Linked DNA regions of Anser cygnoides: region 2 is linked to region 1. The links are chromatin contacts, called in public Hi-C maps. All regions are on one chromosome and are shown on one strand. Each heading gives the region's core, a stretch centred on a gene start, on an enhancer-like site or on the middle of the called end of the contact. The rest is flanking DNA. Distances are from core to core; before and after follow the strand shown.

Region 1 (7,423 bases), core at 1,746-4,245:
CAGATCAGGTATTGTCAGCCCTTCCAGAGGGAGAACAAAAACTCTGTAGCATGGGCACAAGCTGATGTGAGAGCAATGTGACAGCATGGCCATACCTGATCCAGATTATTTTAGTAGCAGTGGGATATCTGGTTGCATACAGGCTTAGAATTAGCAACCCTGAAACCACAACCCAAGGCTGTTTATGTAGATCATTACTCTGACCACATCACTTCTCTGTTTGAAGCATTCTGATAGTTCCTTGTTCTGTATTGCAACAAACATTATTTACTTATCTGCATTTTCCTCCACAGAAAGCCATCTCCCTGTTCATTATCTCCCCTTTCCTTTTCAGTTGAATCCTCCCTTTCTATTGTCTACTTGTTAAAATTAGTCAAAACATTTTTGTGCTTTGTTTCACGCTGCTTTTGAGGCATGCAGGAGACTGTAACATGCTACAGAATTAAGCTGCTCAAGCAGTGGGTACAAACAGACCTTGAGGTACCCTGCCCAGTCTACAGTCTAGCCAGACTCAGGCCAGCTTGGCCCATGATGCTCAAACAGCTGCAGCACAGCACCCTTTGCGCTAACATGTCCCACAAAATAGGAATTTTAGAAGTTGAATTGGTTTGACTAGGTACTGTCCAGGCTTAATTCCACTCCAAGCTGCAGAAGTTTCCTATGAAGCTAGAAAAAGATGCTTCATTGGTGCTACTCCAGCATGACTCAGACCTATCGTTGTATGTGTTCTGATGAGACTACAGCATTCAGGCATTAACGCAGCAACATGTTATTTTCAGAGGAAAATGTTAGCAGTACAGGTCACGATGAATTTCTTAGGTGTTAAATATTTTCAAAATTAATTCAAACAAAGGAGTTGGAGAGCAAAAAATGCTTACCAGTACATTTTTAACCTATATGGATATGGGAAAGAACATTGCATTTCACAGAAAAGCTTGGCAGTCTGCTATTATTTTTCTCTCGAGTTCTGACAACATGACATCTTCTTTCTGACTGCTGACAAATGTGATTTAAAAAAGAAAATATATCAGTTAAGCCTTTCTTGAAAATCCTAGCACCGTGGTTTTAGGAAAAAAAATTGTTTATTTATATTTGTTCATGTAAGTACACATCTTTCCTAGAGACTGGATCCAGCACATGGAGAAAGAGCTTCAGCGATTTTATTATGTCACATTTCAAAGAAAACATTCCTACACCTATTTGTTTCAGTATAAAAACAAAAATATCCAACCTAAGCAATACTTTAGGAAAGGAGAAAAAATGAACCACATGTGACAGAAGTGACAGTCACATTACGTAATGTATTTCTGGAAGGCTCTTGGATCTTGTAGGGATGCAAGCTGTATGAAGACTATAAGGGAGAGAACAGAGTACAAACTGATAGAGTCAGTTTGAAATCTATAGGTAGAAAAATATAATATCGCTAATCTATGCTGGGAATTTAAAAGTGAGCGTCAATTTCTGATGTAATCACAATGCCATAGAATCTTTTAGCATGCAAGCCAAAGAGCTATAAAGTACGATTTATACCAGTACAATTTACCTGTTTCTGAAGCTAAGGTAATAAACACAAATCATAACTGACAGGGCCTTTGCCTGTCTATACCAAGGCTTGCTAGACACGTTACATTGCAAAAGCTGGCTATCGACAGCTCTAACTAGAGCAAAATCTTTGTACAGCTCAGATGCAGGAAAGACTAAGTGTTCCTGGCTTTTGCTTTAGTGTTAACATTGTTAATTATCATTCCAACAGAAAACTGTTAGTGGACTGTGTCTGGATATTTCTCTCAAATTATTATTGTACCTTTAATTATCTTTTAAGTTCCAGTATTTACACCTATTGATACCACATATAGAAACGTGTAAAAAGCTGAAATATGAGAAATGTTCACTGATTTTTTAAAATTCCACTAAGATAGTTTGTTATTTTATTAGAAGTAAGGCTATAACATTGTCAACTAAAAAGTATGGTTTATAGGATTTTGCGTTCTTTCTGTAAGTCTTAGCGAAGACTACCAAAACACTCAACTGACTTCCTATACTGAAATCATTTTAATTTCTGCTGAAAAGCCATCCCTGAAACATGGCAGCGGTCTAGCAGTACCCAGTGATGCTGCCACACCATAGTTAATGTCAGGAAGGGTTTTGTTTGTCTGGGGACACCTAATTCTCAGCAGGTGCAGCTCTGCATAAGGAAGGCCAGAACTACCGGACTAATTCCTCACATTCCTAAAATTGTAGTTTCCATAGGTACTGGCTCTGGTTCTCCTGCACCTGTGGGGAAATACAGACCTGGGAATTTCAAGCCACATGTCTGGGAATACTCACCTCGTGTGCATGGTTGTACATTGCAAAGCAGGACTGTGGGCCGCACCTCACAGCAGTTACACTCCAAGCAGCACTGCTGTTGTCCTCACACAGCGTCAGGTATTACACATGGCAGACTCAGTCCTGTGAAAGAAAAAAAAAAAATGTTTTTTTTTCCCCCCCTCAGTAACACAGAGGTGAGGGTGTCATGACGCAGTGAAGTACAACAGATTAGTTTCACCTGTTTAACCGCCTGCCTTTCAGCGTTTTGTCGTTGCTGAAGAGAACGAGACTCGCCTGTGCTTCCTCTGTGGCAAAGCCCTGGGAGCCCCGCTCCCCTCAGGAGGGGCACCCATCCTCTGGTCAGCCAGGAGCAGGAGGGAGCGAGCGGCAACACCTCAGCGAGCCCCGCAGACACCGTCTCAAACCCAACACACCCCTCACCGCACGCTCTTTGGAAACGCCACAGAAATCGCCCAACGCTCACAGACGACAAAACCCAACACCGGGGGGGGGGCACTTTTCCCCCACGCCCCCTCCAGCTTCCGCGCTGGGGTGGCCCCTTTCCTTTTAGCTCAGTCGGGGCGGCTTTCCGGAAGGGAATTATAATAAAAAATAATAAAAAAAAAAAAAGGGGGTGGGGGGAGAGAAGCGCCGCGACGAGCGAGTCAGGGGACGGTGCCCACCCGCGGCAGCACCTGCCTGCTGCCCAGCGTTGGCGGCGAGGAGTGCTGGGCTGAGCCGGGGCGGGTCGAGCCGGGAAGGGCCGAACCGAGCCGGGCAGGGCAGGGCTGAGCCGGGCCGGGCCAGGGGACTACGAATTTCCCCGCTCCGCTGTTACAGGAGCGAGTTAAAAAGCGGCGGCGCGACGTTAGAGCCGGGCCGGGAGCGGCGGGGAGGCGCGGGCTGCAGCTGAGGATCAGCTGCTGAGGGGAGCGGGGAGGAGCCAGCGGGATCAGGAAGCGGCGGAGTGTCTAACACCTCTCTGCCATGGCTGGCTAAAGAAAAATCATCATAACCATAACAAGGGGGGAAGCGGGGGAGGGGAGGCGGCGGCGGGGGAAGGGGCGGCGGGGGAAGGAGCGGCGGGGAGCGGCGCAGGCGGCAGCATGAAGAGGCGAGGCCGGGGGGGCAGCATGCGGTCCGTGGTGGGGTTCCTGTCCCAGCGGGGCTTGGAGGGGGACCCCCTGCTCACCCAGGACTTCCAGCGGCGACGCCTGCGGGGCTGCAGGAACCTCTACAAGAAGGACCTCCTGGGCCACTTCGGCTGTGTCAATGCCATTGAATTCTCCAACAATGGAGGCCAGTGGCTGGTCTCAGGTAAAGCGAGCGCTCCCCGGCCCTCACCCCCCCCCCCCCCTCGCCGCCCCCTCCCCAGAAAGCATCCTCCTTCTCCTCCTCTTCCTCCTCCTCCTCGGCCGCCTCCCCCGCGGCCCGGGGGGAGCCGCGGCGGCACCCGCCGCCGTGCCTCCGAGCAGCCCCGGGCCGGGATTAATGTTCCCCCAAGTGGAGATCTAAAATGGTTGACAGGTTTTAAATTCTGCCGTGACTGCTGCTGGTGGTGGGGAGCCCCGGACAAAGTTTCTACGCGAGTGTTTCCAGGACGCCGGGGTTGGGGAGGGGGGAAGCCGGGGGTGCCCTTTTATTTGCTGGATCATTTGTTTTGCCTCCCCTCTTTTTTTTTTTTTTTTTTAGAAAAAAAAGGGGGGGGTATTCTATTCGGGGAGGGGAAACAAAACTGCGGGGCTAATCGTGGGAGCCGAGTGACATTTGTCAGCGCCCGCCCGCCCGCAGCGGGGTCAGCGGGGGGGGCTCAGCCCGGCCGGGGGCACCGGGGGGGGGGGGGGGCGGCGTGTCCCGGGGGGCTGGGCACCCCGCTTCGGGGGGGGAGAGGAGGAGGGGGAGTGTTTTGTTCCTCCTCTCCCCCTTCCTCCCCTAGCAGGATGCTTTGGGGGAAGAGAGGGGGATTATTTCCGCGGTGATGGGGTTGGGGGGGGGGGGGGGGGTTAAGGCTCCCCGCTGCTGCCTGCCTGGGGCAGGGGGAGGCCGGGGGGAGGAGGGGATGCTGTCAGGTAGCAGGGAGGCAGGGGCTCGACACGGGCTGCGACACCGAGGAGGGGGGGAAAGGGGTGCCGAGCCTCTCCCCCCCGCCGGGAGGGGCCGCGGGGCCCGGCAGCCGGCTGCCCGCCTCCCCCCCCGTCTCCCTCCCCAGCAGCGTTTGGCGCAGGTGCCTCTGCCTCCTTCCCCGCCCCCGGGCTCGCCGGGGAAAGGAGGCAACTTGAGGCCGGGGCCTGGCCGGGCGCTGCAGGCCGCGCTCCCCCCGGGCTGCTCGGAGCGACGGGCCGGGGGACCGAGGGCGCAGCCCGGCCTCGGCGAGGCCCTCGGGGGGCCGCCGTGCTCCCCTGCCCTCCTGCCCGGCCCGGGGACCCCGCTGCTGAGCGGGCAGAGCCCCGCGGGGCGCCGGCCGGGCCGCTGCGCCCGCGGCAGGCCGCGGGGGGAGGCCGTGGGCCTCGGGGGAAGGGGGCGGGAGGAGAAGCTCCCTGCCTGCCTGCCTGCCTGCCTCCCCGGGAGAGCCCGATCCCCGCCGGGGAGGCCCCCGGGGCATCGCCCGGCCCCGGGGCGTGAGGCCTCGGCAGCTGTGTTGGGAGCGGCGCTGGGGCCATGGCCTCGCTCAGCGCCCGGGGCTGCTGGCAGCGGGGGGCTGCAGGCAGCGGGGGGGCTGCGCCGTGCCTGGGCGCCCCGGCTGCTGGGGCACGGCGGCGGCGATAGCTCCACAAATAACGCGGGGCTTTGGTTTAAAAAAAAAAAAAAGTTGTTATGGCTGTTCGGTTATTTATTTTTAAAGCCAGGGTGGAATAAAACCACCAAATCATACTCTTCTAGAGCGGAAGCTGATACGCCGAGACCTTCCTAATTATAACTTTCTGGTTTTGAAGAAGTGTCCCTGGAGGATTGTAGCTTTGCTGTCAGGGGTTCTTACATCTCTGCACACACAGCTTGCAAGGTACACATCCATTTGTCTTGCGGATATACATCCACGTGCATATACACACATGGTTGTGTGTTGGGGGAGGGCTGGTGCATCTGTTCTGGAGTTCTCAGGTGTTCTCCGGCATCCTGCTTTGTACCAGTCCTTCTCCAGAAGCAGGCAGAGCTATGTGTTCTACTTCCGAAGTGCTACTGAGGGCTCAAGTGCATCTCGCGTTGGTTTTCTTTATTTTTCATCATCAGCGATGGAAACACCATCAGAATTTCCTGTTCTTCTTGCTCAGGAAAGCCCTAGGAGGTGTTTTGGGTCTTGTCACATCACTGATGCACTTGCCTACGTTGACATCCATTCTTTAGGTAGAAGTAGAAAAAAAAAAATGAGGGCTGGAAGGGACTTCAGGAATTAATTTTGTTGAACTGCCTGAGTCAAGGTAGGTGCAGGGGGAGAATGGAGGCAGATTTCCTATCTAGTGGATATGTGGAAAAGGAAGGCTTTCAAACCATGTTTATTTCACAATTTCCTATCTTCTTTTAAAGCTACAGAGTGTTTACAGGGGCTAAGCACTTACTCACTATGTAGGAGATGGTGCTAGAGTTGTATCCTCCTAAACTCATAAGGTGACTAAGAAGCAAGTGAATGTTCTATTATTAAAAAAAAAAAAAAAAAAAAGTCGGGGGGGTGGATGGGTGTGGAGTGGATGTTTAAGTTACATGTGTTAGCAGTGCACAAATTTGGGATAATTAAGAACAGACTACCTTAAGTCTGGGTTTGTATTGATGCCCTGAGAAAACGAACAGCTCTAATTACAGTAACTTTTAAACAAAGTTTTACATTGTCTGTGACCACAAGATCTAGAAAGCTGTATGTGATACAGCGACAACAGGCAGGTGCTTTGTTCTTCATTCAAGAATAAGAAGTTAAAAGGCAAAAGATTTATGGATGCTCTGTTAAATTTGATGCCATTATAAGTAATTAACGTTACACTCAAAACACTACTTTTTTAAGGTCATGCTTAATCTTGAAACACTGAGAAAAAGCAGTGGGAAGGGGAGCTCAGATGAAAGATAAAGGAGGGGCGTAAGCTGACTGTAATCTGAAGTTCTTGTAGAAGAGTTGCTTCAGAAGACTTCCAAATGTAGATAGAGCCTTAGAATAGATGGCATGTGGGTCTCTCCTCCCTCAAAATAGTCAGCGTGCTGAGGTAAGGATGAGATGTTAGATACTTCCATCTGCGCTTGTAGCAGCTAAGGGAGTTAACAGGGATATCGGAGTGTGTGAAAAGGAAGAGTGCAAGCAGTTTTTCGGTTGTTCGGTTTTAAGTAATATGTATATTAACATCAAGAAGTCTGCCTCGGCTAATTGACTTGTTAAGAAGTTAGACCTTGTTAGAGCTGTTTTAAGTACAGCTGATACAGTGCATTCATACTGCCTATACTGATTCCATTTAAATTCAAGCCTGCATCCAAGTTAGTGCTGTTCTCATCAGTATTGGCCGGAATGCTTTTTCTGGGTATGTGTCCCACTTTTTCTGGTGTGGATTTTGTGTTGTTTTTTGTTTTGTTTTTTCTTTTTTTTTTTTTTTTTGGCCATATCTCCCAGAAATAAGTCTGTAAGGCTAATGGTTACTACTGTTTTAGTAAACATTTGAAAGTGCTTAAACAGGGTTTACCTTACAGTTCCAGATAGTTTTCCTGTTAGGATTTTGGAGAGAACTTAGGTGTAGACAAGCCTCAGCAAGCCCTTTGAAAGCATGTTTAAAACTTCCTAACCTAATTAAATCTTGTGTTAGAGATTACACCTTTAATAGTAACTAATTTTGTTCCTAACCATGATTTTAAGTAGTGTTGTGTTTTTCTGTTGTTGTTGTTTTGTTTACGATATGTCTATGTTCTGGAGCCATTTGACCATTTCAGCCACAATTAGAAAGGAAAAAAAAAAAGTTTGATCAACAAATTGGATTGGGGATCTGCCTGTCTGGGCTTTTGCTATGCCTGCGTGGACTTAGCAGTGTTACTTTAGAGAGGGAGAGAAAGAGAGATACGGTAATGTTTTGGGGCAAGACTTCTAGAAGAAGGGACAGGCATAAGGAAATGAGTTAAAGAAAGTTAAGAGAAATGAAAGGAGGAA
Region 2 (7,423 bases), core at 3,293-5,792, 130 kb before region 1:
CCCAGCATAACGGGCTATGGCTCCACGAGCAGTCTGTTACACTGGACCCACAAGCGACCGGATCGCTCGGCAAGAATCACCTGATCCCCAGCCTGATCACACTCCTCTCCCAAACCACCAGAAACGTGCAGTATCTTATCTACGGCAGTTCTGTATTTGTACGTGGGCTTTGTGTCATACTGTGAAAGCCCCTGCCAATCTTATCTTAAAAGCCCTACAAACAGGCCCCACTAAATAATAAATCATGGCCTAGGTTATCTTGAACATGGCTATCTACATAGTTTTGGTTCTTACCCTCCAAAATGTCTTCATAAAGTGCATGTACTCCTTCGGGCACAATGACGGCCAAGGCAGTTCCGCACAGCAGCCCGGCGCCCAGAACAGTCACCAACTTTAATCTCTCCTGCAAGCAAGCACAAAACAAGTATCACCTTTACGAAGGAAAATGCTTCCCTTACTCTCCCTCATTAACAGAGGTTAAATGGGGGATGGGGAAGAAGTGGAGTGGAAAAGAGAGAACGACCCACGAAATCTCTTGCTGATTAATACTCAGGAGACCTGGTTGCATAGTCCTATATTTCTAACTTGCTGAAATGTGAACGTACTCAGTGTCCAATACAAACAACTGAAATAGGAAATGAAAGTTGGAGACAACCCATTAGACTAGCAACATCAGAGAAGTGGAGTGGTGCATACTTGAGAACAGCAAGGATTGTCATAATTGACACTAATGTTTTTTGGGGGCTAATTTGCGCCCAAGACCTCAAATTGCAAAGCCTGCAGAGACCAAGGATCACGGAGACTATGTCTGAATTGGAGCATGTTCACAATTCTACGTTTTATCTCTACTCTGGGTTTGCTATCAAATACCCTTCCCACTAGAAACCTACTTAAACCTGCAAGTTCCCTAATGCCTCTCCTAGGTACAGCACAACACAGGATAAATGACCCGTTCCTGAAAAAGTCAGGCTAAGTAACAAAGGAAGATATATAAATAAAGTAAATTGCCAGATAAAAGAAAGAAAAATGAGAGAGACAAAAATATAAACGCCTCTAAAAATGCAAATACGTTGGTCAAATAAGAGTACAAACCACAAAGTCAGCTATATTTATATAACAGAAAAAGGCTAAGAAAAGTTTTAGGACCGCAGAAAAAATAAAAGGAAGATTTTAGAGCAAAAAAGCTCTACCTTCACCTACAAGTTTAGAGAGACACAACAAACCAAGTTAAGCTGTTATAAGATTGCTATAGGAGATGAACTACGTTTCAGTCTCTAAAACAACCCTTGCACAAAAGTCTGTCCTAAAACTGACATATTTTAATGGCATTGTATTTAATAGGGTATCACTGAAGAAGAGAGTTTATTTTTTAAAAAAACACAGTTGTGAATAAAAAATAGTTAAAGAGAAGTGTACTTTTGTGTATTTGAAAGATCTGATGATGTGTTCCATGTATTCAAAAAGGCATCAAATGAAGTTTTATGCAGCAAGTATAACACAGAATTACAAACCACAGCCATCCCTTGTCCCCACTGCAAAGAGAGCTTTTAAAATACATGCCAGTTGGTTGGTTTTGCAAATTTGTAATTAAATCTTTACGAAAATTACATAAACTTAATGCTTTTAAAGTACAGTAAACAAAAGTAGTTTAGTTTATACTCCAGGAAAAGTTTCTACATGCTTAAAAAAATACCACAATGGGTAGGTAGACATTTGACACCATAAGTAACGACTGTTTTCCTAGTTATATTCTAATTTTGGACCAAACAAAACCAAAAAGCCAGGGATGCTGCCCCTCTCTCAACTGCGGTACTGTTTGACTGAATTCTGTTTTACCAATATAAGAACAGTTCATTATACTTTTTGCTTCCCTGTGACCACAACACTGACAGGCTAGAGTCAAAGTCACGTGCTGAAAATGCAATTATATAGGCATCGTCTGCTAGACTTCAAAATATGACAACTTGCAGAGGTCACTCCTGAGCTAGTCTGTAACACAGTGCATACAGTAACCACGCAAAACTGGATCCTCGTAACAACTGGGTATCACCTGTTTTGTGGCAGAGCCATCACCTTCCACGCACAAGAGGACTGCGTGCCACCAAATAGCAACGTTAGCTACCAGAGCCCTGGAGACAAAGGTCTGTGCTCAAACATTGTGAAACCACTCGTAGCACAGACACGTCGTGCCACCTGCCCTCTCACACGCCGCAAGGACAGGCACCGCTTATCTCGCCTGCACAGGTGATGTTGGCATAGAAGAAATAGGAGGCTCTTGACAGCACAACGGGCTTTCTGAAAGCAAGCCACGTGGGACCATAGGGAAACAATTACAGCATCACCAGGGAAAATGTGAGTACTAATATGCAAGAGATGTAAAGTTTCCATCAACATGCATGGTACGGTTGCATGTATGACAATTACAGTTGATAAATCATTAAACAGTGGCAATCTAGATGAAAAGATTATCTTCCACACCCACTGTTCCCAAAGTAGCTTTGCCAAAATATGATGTTTCAGAATGAAAACAAAATGGTTTTACACTGCAGCACTATATTCTCTCTTACGCTGTGTGTGTGTGTGTTTGCCAAAAAACATCTCAAGTACTACTTCAAATACAGAGTACTGCTTGAATTTGGACATCTGTGAATTTTAAAAATGCATGAAAATAATAAACACTAACAAGTTACTATTTCAAGAGAAGTCTGCATTTCTTTTTCAATATGAAATACTTCAAAACGGTGAATACAGCTACCTAATAACTGCAGCTTATCCAGACAGGCATCCAGGAAATCAAACTATTTCGGTTCCAAAACCCACTTGTGTGTCTCTTCTTAAGAGCAGCAGCAGAGTAAATGCTGTTAAAAAATGTACAGGGAAAAACCTAAATTCCTCAAAACACCGAGCTGTTCCACAGCTCAGTTATTTCTTCGTTTAAATCTTCACGTCATTGAAGCTCTTACTTGGACCTAGCAAAAAGTAAACAGTCCCATTCCAGTCAACACTGTGAGTCTTTATTACCCAAGGAAAAGATTCAAACTACCTGAACAACTTTTTTTTTTGTTTTGAGCATTTAGGCTACAACTTCAGAGAGCCTCAAGTACTGGTAGAGTGTGGTTTCTGGCCCAAGGTCAGTCTTCTAGAGTACTTCATGTAAATCGGGATTAAACTGAAAATGTGCATCTGCCTGCAGAAATAAAGCAAAGAGCTGTTCATCTGTATCTTTTTACCACTAATGTTTAGCTATACCAGGCTTTATTGGAGCTTCAGACTTTCAAGAATATTCAAGTGTAATTAAAAGAATAGAAACAAATATGAAATCAAAACAAACATCAGGTCCACAATTAAACTCATCTGAAGAAATGCATTAATTAATGAATAATTTTATTGTTCTCCATCATCTGGATTTATTATGTACAGCATTAATTTGCTTTCTACTTAACCATGATAAGTACCCAGGGGGAGGAGGCATTTTTCTCTATTACCACCTATGAAGCTTTTTGCAAACCACATAACGCACAGCCCAAACAGCCATTTCGATTTTAAATTACCCATGTAGCAGGGGGCCTAAGCAACCGTTTTAAATAAAGCGATTGTAACTTCTCATCAGACACTTCCAGGACCGGTGTTCGCACATAAATCATTTCCACAGATACAGTTCTGTTGTTAAACCAGCAAAGCAGACAGATCCTTAAAGCAGCAAGTTTACGGCAAGTGTAAAATCGAATCGAGGATTTCCGAGAGTTGATGAGCCCACGATAAACTCGTTTGTACACGTGTGTGCTGCTGGTAAAGCACTGCCTACGCAGAAGGCTGGCAAGTGTGTGACTGCTGTTGATGCCGAGTGCCACGTTTCTGGATTCCCACCGACCTGTATTCCGGCAGCTGCCGGGAGTCCCAAAACAGACACGGACTGCCTGATCCAACCATACAAACGGGTATAACCTACACAAACACGGGGCAAGAACACCACCTCCGAACAACACGAAACACAGCCGGAGGCAGCAGAACTGCGCACAGCCGCCCTCCTTTGAGGCGCGCAGTAGAAGTTAAGCCGGGACTCCAGGCATTTCTGACAGAAACTCGCAAGGAGCACCAAGCCCGGCTCCCGCCGCCCCTGCCCGCTACGCGCCTCAGCCTCTGCTCCGCCTGGGGCCGGAGCGCTCCGACGGGCTTCGGCTCCCTCACCCGGCCTCCGTGCGGGTTTCCAACGAGCACAAGCGCACCGCGCCTCGCGCTGCCCCCTCACCTCGGAGAAGTTGACGGCCAGGGGGATGATGCCCGCCACATAGCAGGCCACCAGCATGGCGAGGGACAGCAGGCAGATGGCAGGGAAGTCATCCATGGCGCCTGGCGGCGAGGTCCGGCGGCGAGCTGCCCGCCCCAGCCCCGCCTCACCTCGCCTCACCTCACCTCAGCCCGTGCGGACGCCCAGGGCCCAGGCGCGGCCCCGGCCCATGGCTGCCCCCTCAGCGGCTCCCCCTCAGCCGCCCCCTCACCGAGCGGCACCGCGGCGCTTCCCCTTCCGGGCCTTCCCGGCTCCAAGATGGCGGCCGCCCGCCACCCGGAGGCGGGAAAGCGCGGCTCCCTTATCAAAGATGGCGGCGCAGCCCGCTTCCCTCCCCCCCCCCCCCGCTCCTCCAACGCGTCCCGCTAGGCTTCCACCCGCCGCCCTCAGCGCTTCGGCTTCAGAGGGCGCGCGTGCGCGGGGGGGCGCTCTAGCCCTTCCTCTCGCTGGTCGGCCGCGGGGGGTTGTGGGGGATCGGCGGGCGCCTGGCGGTCGGAGGCGGCGGAGCTGAGGAGCGGGAGCCGCGATGGTGAGCGGGGGGCGCGGGGGGCTCTGGGGGGGGGCTCGGCCTGGCCGCACCGGCACCGGGGAGGGCGGGGGGAGGCAGAGGGGGACGGCAAGGCCGCGGGGGGACCCGGCCCGGCAGCACGTGGCGGGGGGAGGCCGCGAGCGGGGGCTCGGGCCTGGTCCGGGGGTGCGGGCCCGGGGGTCGCCTCCGTGAGGGGGGTGCGCCGGAGCCCCTCGGTGCCCCGGGGCTGGGGGGAGAGGCCCGCCTCGGCCTGGCTGCGGTCAGGAGTTTGGCTTCTGCTGCCCGAAGGAGGGGAAAAAGTCGCCGAAATCAACTCCTCCTGCCTAGCTTGAGGAGCTGGAAGGCCCCTAAGCGTGCGGTGTGCTGCCTCGCTTCGCCAGGCGTCTTGCTGCTCTCCCCGTACCTCCTTCTTCTCTCTTTTTTCCTTCCCCCCAGTTTGTTTTCGTCTAGGCTTCGCAATTGGCAAAATGCTCTTCGGGCAGATGCTGCCTGGCTCCTGCTCGTTGGGGTGCCAGTGCTGCCTCAACCGCTTTTACGGGGTTATGTCTGCAATTTTGTACTTGGAGAGCTTTCTAAAGGGCGCTCTGGCAGTTGAAAATTGGAGTAATATAAACCAGTTTGGGGTCTTATTTAACAACAGCCAGTACAATTCCCGCTAAAAGAAAACACAAGAACACGAAACAATGCAACACAATAAAGAGCCCGTACTGCACTCTTCCACATTACCTATTCCTATGGCGTGACATTTTCAGTATCTTCCTCTGTTTTGGTTTTCTAACACTGAGATTTATACTCATGGAAAAACCAAACAGTTTTTATTTACACCGATCTTTGTCCCTAGGCACATATTCGGGGGGGGGCAGGTAAAAGTTTGAAAAAACCTCTCAGGTTTATGAACTTGTCACATCTGTGGTGGGAGAGGAGGAGCAATTTTACCAAATCAAGCTAAATTAGTTTTTTTAGGGTTTTTTTTTTGTCGTAAGGTAAAATAACAGGAAGTTCTTAAAGAAACACTTAAGATGTAATGCATTGATACTGCAGTACAATTGATCCCAATGGCAGTAATTTTGGTAGACCAGCTAAGGTGGACAAAGATCTTAAAAGCTAATTTGTACAATATAAACACGAAGGAATTGATTCTTTTATTGTTTGCTTTACTTCAGAGCTTTTAGCAGAAGCTGAGACATTAATACTTGTTAGAAGGAGAAATTTAAGTGGCAGTAACAGGATCAAAAGAAATACTAGCAACAATTTGGACTTGTTTTTTGATGTTATTGTAGTAATTATTGTTAGAGGCTCACGATCTATTGGTGTTGCTTTTAGAAAAGCTGAATTATGCCCTTTTTTTGTACAAGGGAATGAATAATTTCCAGGCTGATATGGATATTGAAAAGTTTGCAAAGAGAAAAATGGTTTCCAGTCAGAAGCTCAAATAAATTCTAACCTGAAGTTCTGAAAGAACTGGCTTGTATGTCTGGCTCACTGATACTTTTTTCCTGTAGTCTGAGTATTGGGATAGTGTCAGACTAAATATGTTGATTTAACAGTCAAAGACTGGGAGGGGTATTTTGAGGCTGGAAAGCTTAAAGTTCTTCCCCACCAGGACACTGAAAGACTGGATACAGAATTCACTTAACTATGATAAAGTTGCTCATCTCCTAGGCAGTACAGTTTTATCTATACTTTCTTAGGTTTTGCCAAATAAACCCAACTTTTTTCTTCTAACGTTAAAGTTGAGTTTGAAAGTACAAAGACCACAATTGCAGTTTGCAGGGCGTTCTGCTGCTAAAACACGCAAGCTTTTATAGAACACACTGAACTGGCTGACAGACCCCATTTTTTTTAAGAAGGGTTTCTTACTCGGATGCTCCTGGGAGATCAGAGTTCCAAGTCCTGGAAGCGAGCCTGGTCACAACCAAATACAAAGGGTACTGCTGGAAGTAGTTGTGAATGGATTTGGCAGCCCTTTGACTCCCTGGCGAGGCGTGCCTGGGACAGTGCAGCACACTTAGGAGCAGCTGGATACCAGCGGCCCTGGGGGCATCCCGTTCACATCTAGCGTCCTCCGGTGTGCAGGGAAGCAGTCTTAGCAGATGTGGTCTCCTTTGTATGATTTTCATTATAGCACAAAGCTCTGCGTTCTCCTCCTTCATTTCTGGGAGGGGAAAAGTCTTACTGCTACTGCTTCTTTATGGAACTTTTCTTCTGAGCTCCTCCAAATCTCCTTCTACCACGTTATGAATTTAAAAAGCTGAAACCGTATTCCAGGTCGATCGTGGTATAAAAATTTGGACCATTTTCTTATAAATTCTTTGCCATTTTTCTATCACCGCATTTGAGCACTGAAGTGGTACCTTTTAACTGTTCTGTCCAAAGCGTGGGTTATCAGCAGCTACCTAAATGAAGCCTGATAATGCATTTTGGTATTTGTTTCCAGTGTGTCTTACTCTGCAGTTCCCTGCATGAGTTTTACAAGTTGAGTGCTCACTTTATATATTAGCACTGAAAGTGCTGGGTTAAATTAGCAGCACGGGAAATGCTGTTTTCTAGGGTGCTTGCAAGCTTCCTATGATGTGTAACCTGTTAATTAGGTCACAGGCTGTGTA

The links. Hi-C and Micro-C count contacts between places; a contact is called where the count stands out from the background.
Region 2: a contact with region 1 is called in a Hi-C map of liver, with 6 times the contacts expected there. The contact joins the promoter of SLC39A9 here to the promoter of DCAF5 in region 1. A contact is called at or near these places in 3 of 7 Hi-C or Micro-C datasets (granulosa cells and liver).

The regions. Positions count from the first base shown.
Region 1 is chr5:29,531,284-29,538,706 of Taihu_goose_T2T_genome, reverse strand. DCAF5 (DDB1 and CUL4 associated factor 5) reads left to right here and starts at 2,995. Exons shown (of 9, transcript XM_066998566.1): 1 at 2,995-3,627. The coding sequence starts at 3,417. It overlaps EXD2 (exonuclease 3'-5' domain containing 2), which reads right to left and starts at 3,639. Exons shown (of 10, transcript XM_066998571.1): 1 at 3,503-3,639; 2 at 2,329-2,451.
Region 2 is chr5:29,661,263-29,668,685 of Taihu_goose_T2T_genome, reverse strand. It overlaps SLC39A9 (solute carrier family 39 member 9), which reads right to left and starts at 4,542. Exons shown (of 7, transcript XM_048065227.2): 1 at 4,250-4,542; 2 at 295-403. The coding sequence starts at 4,345. ERH (ERH mRNA splicing and mitosis factor) reads left to right here and starts at 4,677. Exons shown (of 4, transcript XM_066997739.1): 1 at 4,677-4,817. The coding sequence starts at 4,815.